Linked DNA regions of Oncorhynchus mykiss: region 2 is linked to region 1. A link is a contact called in public Hi-C data. All regions are on one chromosome and are shown on one strand. The core of a region is the stretch at or near the end of the contact, and the rest is flanking DNA. Distances in the headings are between cores, read along the strand shown. Region 1 holds the start of srek1 (splicing regulatory glutamine/lysine-rich protein 1). Region 2 holds the start of LOC110522834 (erbin).

The links. A called contact is a pair of places that touch in the nucleus more often than the background predicts.
Region 2: a contact with region 1 is called in a Hi-C map of liver, with 2.4 times the contacts expected there. A contact is called at or near these places in 2 of 3 Hi-C or Micro-C datasets (blood and liver).

Annotation. Positions count from the first base shown.
Region 1 is chr5:24,485,950-24,488,841 of USDA_OmykA_1.1, forward strand. It overlaps srek1 (splicing regulatory glutamine/lysine-rich protein 1), which reads right to left and starts at 1,526. Exons shown (of 14, transcript XM_021602210.2): 1 at 1,266-1,526; 2 at 933-1,066; 3 at 1-48.
Region 2 is chr5:24,617,644-24,620,535 of USDA_OmykA_1.1, forward strand. LOC110522834 (erbin) reads right to left here and starts at 1,466. Exons shown (of 25, transcript XM_036977111.1): 1 at 864-1,466. The coding sequence starts at 866.

The DNA.
Region 1 (2,892 bases), core at 276-2,775:
TGCCTGACTCAGGCTAGTGTAGTGTAACAGCTGGGCCAGTCTAGTCATCTGATATGCACACATAATCACACAGAAAAAACATACAAAACCAAATTAATAAACTCAGTAGCCATCCAGCACTAAGTTAACGTGGACAAAAAAGCATTTCAAGTGAGAGAATCGGTTAGATAAGGTGAGACCACTTTTTTCTCTTTTTTTTTGAGAAGCTATACGCTAAATAATGGAACAAGAAGGTTCTAGAAGACAGGGAGATTAAGCAAAAAAAAAAAAAAAAAAAAAAAAAATGAAACAAAATAAAGAGAGAAAAGAAGTAGTTAATTATTTATTATGTTATTCTACCATCCTTGAAATCACCTCCATATCACTATGCATTATACCCATAACAATCACGTCAACCTTTGTCAAGAACATCAGAATCCGAGTCAAGTGTTATTTCGCAAGAATGTGGATGATGTATTGCCAGACCAGCATAAACTGTCATTGAATACAGTGAGGTGGTACTAGTCTATGATGTTACTCTAAGTGTCTACTCCTGCTACTACAATGTGCCTTCCATGGTCCGTGCAAATGATCATGTTATTTTCATATTGTGTATAGCCCCATGACAAAACACACTGCTTATATCTAGCTAGTTGTGACAGGTGCTTAGGATAAATTGAGTGCTCATTGTGGATTAGGCCATCTTGGATCTGGGATACAGTGCAAGTGTGAAAGTGCATTTGTGTTCATGTGTATTCCTAATGGAAACCAACACAGCAAAACACTGGAAAGAAACACTTGCATGTACCTGCTATTTGAATGTAGGATACTAACGTTAGAATTTCAGCGGTTTCACGAACCAATAGACAACACAATTTCACAGGAAGTGTGTTGACTACACAAAACACTCATTATGTCAACATCATCACTTGAATGAGTTTGAGCATACTCACCTTCTGCACATGGGACTACGATCAAAGCTCTGTCAATAAATACAGTGTTGGTTAAATGTTGCGCCACGCCAACACTGGAAGGCTCTCGATACTTTATGTAACATACTTTGGACGAGAAGGGGAGTGGTGCATTGCTGTAAGAGAACACAGACATATATTAGAAATTACATGGATGTTGAATGAACACAGTTTACAAGTCAACGTTAGCTATACATGCCTATCTATCTACATTAAGTAAACTCCGGTAGCTAGCTGCACCAATGGTAAACGTGCGGAGTAGGCCCTTGATCCTGGGTGTTTCTTTATTAGGCATGCCGAATTGATAGCGCTTACTCCGGGGGGTAAAGACGTAACTCCTCGACGTCCCCAAGAAAGCCGAAGAGAGTGCGCATCTGCTCACTACTCACGGCAGACGACAGATTGGTGATTTGAATGACAGCGGTGCCTGGAATTCCACTCATTTTTCGAAATGCTTCCTCTTGAAAATGTACAGGAAATCGTATTTTACGACTATCCGAACGTTAATTCTAGAAAACGGTTACAGGGGCAGCAAAGACAGTACCACAGACAGAACAGTGAACCAGACGTTTCACCGGATGTATAAATCTGAAGCATCCGGTTGGCGTGTCCCACTCACAACCAAATATGGTGGTAAGGGGAAGCGGCGGCTGTGAGAGAAGATGGAGCGAGAAGGATTTTGGACGATAGTCTGCTAATTTTCTCATCCGTGAAACATTTGAGTTTAATACTGTTAAGAAAACTACAATCTGTTACGAAGTGGATTACGTTTTGTAGACTTTACCCTTTGCGGGTAAAGTTTCCCCCCAAAATGGCGTTGTTTAAAATGAGTGCAAGGGCCAAATTAGCAATTGCACACACGCACTTCACAGAGTAGGCGTTCCCTAACGGAAATATGCAAACACATGTTAGAACGGGCCAATATAATCTCCCTAGCTCGTGCTTGGTTCTGCCCACTTCCTTGTTTGTTCGGCCCACTGTGATTAATTTGCTCCCATTGGAATCGACATGCTATGGTCAATCTTGGGTTAGTTTAGCAAATCTTTGACAGTAATGCTGAAAGATCTTGACGTCTCCACCGATTGCTGTGCGAACAGCGCCTTCATGTGTCAAGGATGTCTCACATCAAGGGTCTTTCTTCAATTAGATTTCATTACCAGACTGCGTCCTCTCTCCTCTTGAAAAAAGCCACAGTTAATCGAGGAGAGTGGACGTGGATGGAAATGCTTTTGCTTGAAATGAGCCGGTCCTTCTCTGCTCGGAGCATCATTAGGCAAATTAAGATAACAGGGAGGAGCATCCCAAAATAAATGTGTAAAGTCCAAAAAAATTGTTGTGCAAAACATTTTATAGATAAAACAATAAGTAGAATATTGTTTTTAAAAGTGTTTTTCTCTGATGAAACAAAAGCTGATTCAAAGGGGGTGTGGAAAATTTAAAAATGATTCTGCAGTAGAATACACATGAGTATCCTCGATAAAAGGTGGCTATCGAGGAGGGGAGAACACTTCCGTTTGCCTACTAACAAACTAACACACTCCTCGGACACTTATTGGTTTCGGGTCATGGAGAAGAGAGGACGGAGGAGAGAGGATAGACTTCTGCCTAATGAGAAAACCCAGAAGGAAAACTTTATAATTACTAAATAAAATCTACATTGGAGACGTTTCCATGGCAAAACAAAAAATGGGTCGCCAAGGTGGAACCAAAATATTATTCATCTGGAAGAAGCAGGAGCTGTGCACCCTTTCTTACTTAATGGCACAGTGCACTTGCTGAAACTAAGGGGTTTTCTTGTTTGGGCAAACGACCATCCTCCGTCGTATATCCTCCGTGAGCCAGAAATCAATAAGTGGTCGAGGAGTGTGTCATTTCGTTAGTAAGCAAACAGGAAGGGGGCTGGAAGGGGTTAGCTTCATGTCAATACAGCAAATGGAGTATG
Region 2 (2,892 bases), core at 216-2,715, 130 kb after region 1:
GTAATAGTCTATTTATCCAGGGTAAATACAAAAAGTTAACAAATAATATGATAGAATTTTCACCACCCACTAAGATCCCAGTCATTGCAGGGTTCTAATCATTCTAGCTAGGTAGCTATAGTGAGAATGCCATTAGATACGTTCTTATCACCTTCAGATACATCCGTCGCGAGATTAGCCTCACTGTCTCGGGTCAATAACACAGGATCAAAGCCAACTGATTGAAGTTAGCTAGTTTTGATACTAGATAACTTTTACCTTTGTTAATAAGATTAGCTAATTAAATGAAAATGCCGAGTACAGCAGGACATCGGTCCTCGAATACGAACTGAAGGTGTGCGACACAGGAAGCGATGAACAACAACATATTTCCGCATTATACTGATTGTTTAGAGGCACGAGTCCTGTTTATTGACAATGTCAAGATAATTAATTGGGCTGTAGGTTGGTAGCCTTCTAGCTAGGTATTAAAGTACCTAATGTCAGATAGCTTAACGTTAACGGAAAGTAAACAGTAGCTACATTAACGTTAATGGCATTCCAGTGTAAGAAAACAAAACAAGTAAACGAGTCACGTAAATTGCCAGATTGTGATATTGCCACTTGTAAAACCAAACTATCTAGTTTGCTTCACCACAATAACCAACCAACGAAACTGCATTAATAATTATTAGTTAGCCAACTCCATTCGTGAGGAAATCCACCTGTAAAGAGTGCAAGCTAGCCCCCCCCCCCCCCCCCCCCCCCCCCGGCTAGCGACGCGACTGGATAACTAGCTAACGCGTTTGTTCATGACCACACACACTAGCCAACTGCTACCCATATAGCTACAGTGATAACGAGTGTCGTTAGACTTCACTTACCATACAACGGTGTCGATTTAGTTTCTCATTTGATATATAGTCCGAAAATTGTTAAATCCACCAACGTTTTAAACTGTATAAATTCGCTGGCCGACAAGGTTTGTTTCTTCCAAGCATCCACTTAAATTACACCTAGCTAGCTAGCTGGCTAGCTAATCAGTCAGACGCATTCTTTCGCGAGACCAATCCCCTCAAAAGTTCTTTACTGTTCAGAGTTTGCGTCTCGCTGAAAAAGTGTCCAGTCAGACAATACATAAACAAAAAGCGATTACTAAAATAAACGGTGGAAATAGTTAAAAATAATAATTGTATTTGGGTAAATTTTTAAAAACGAACATTAAAACTAAAAAGGAATCCAAAATGTCCACAACAGCCAAGGAAATACAGAAGGCAAAAGAAAAAAAAATCCGCCAAAGCAGAATCCTTTCTTCAGAAGAACGCCGCACCCAAATGTTTTCAGTCCTAATCTCTTGTTATTTTTGTCATTCAAAAATGTATGCATACATCTCGTTTGTAGCAAGAACACTGAGTTGGCCAGTCTACGGAGCCAACACCAGTGTATGCGGCTGTATCGTTGGCCCAGTACGGCGACAACCTTGCATCTGAGTGCACTTACCTGATAGGCATGTTAATATAACCAATGAAAATTGTGTTTGTCGTTTGTAAATGATGTTCACCAATACGGTTTGTGGAGAGGTAGGACATATTTTAGTTGATTATTTGCTGCTATATTGATACTCACAATTATTTTGAAGGTTATTTTAACAACAGAAAATAATGTACATTTGGTATTGTGTGAACAAGACTTGTTTTAGCTCCAGTGACATTCACTCACAGTGGAATAATCTCTATTGGGCACCCTCTCGCCTAGCCTCCTTCTCAAACCCCATTGGAGGAGAAGATCAGAGGGGCGGGACCTCTGTCTCTCTCATCCAATGGGTTATGAGAAGTAGGCGCTGAGAGGACACGATACAATTTCAATTGAGATTATCCCAGAGTAAAGTGATGGTGGTGATGGAATGTCACAATAATGATAATAATAATAATAATAATTTGACGCATGATCTTGATTTTCCTCCTTTCCTTGACGTAATCACTGATAACATTTCAATAGATTAAAGTAATGATACACTGCCTAGCTTTCATCATCCTTTATAGGGTCACATCAGTGATAGCTTCAAGAGAGGAAGGAGGGAATGATGTAAGGAAATGGAAAAGGATCTTGGGCTGCTTTCTGATATTTTTTTCCACTAATTGGCCTTTTGACCAATTTCATTAATAGACCAATTAGTGAAAAATTATCAGAATCGGGCTGCCTGTCTGAACACAGCCATATTGGAACAGGGCCTTGTGAATCAATTATAATCTCCTCTTGTAGGGAAAATGTCACCCATGTAAAGGTGTCCCGCCTGTGAAGATGAATTGGGGAATAAGGGTTGTTGTGACATGACATAAAATTCTGAGGCTGACACGTCTATACACCAAATGTTGTCTACTAGACATAGTGCCTAAGAAGGACTGGGATCATCCTAAACATTTGGTTAAATAAATTACTCCCAAATACAACAGAGCGACTGAAGACCACCAATGTAGTGCTACAAGTGCAATAGCATATACTGAATTTTAACAAATATTAACAGCATTTGAAATAGTATGATTTCTACATCACCTCCTGGGCAAATTACATTACAAGAGAGGATTCTGTCACGATGTTCCAGTCTAGCCTAGCCTAGTGGAAACCAATTTCCAAGACCCAGATTACATTTACCTCTGGACTGAAAAGCATGCCCAATTGAGAATCTCAATTGAAGTGCTTTTTGGTCGAGGAATAGACTTAATCTGGGTCTGGACCCTGGAAACTGGCCTATTAAATGGTCAGTGTAATGTGTATGATGTTTTGTCTCCCTCTTGTGGACACACAAATAACAATTGAGGTATGTCCAAGTATTGTCATCTTTTTGAGATACTGTACCTTTTCACATTGACTAATTAAAAATGATCATACTTTTGCAGTTGCCTTTTCAGTTCC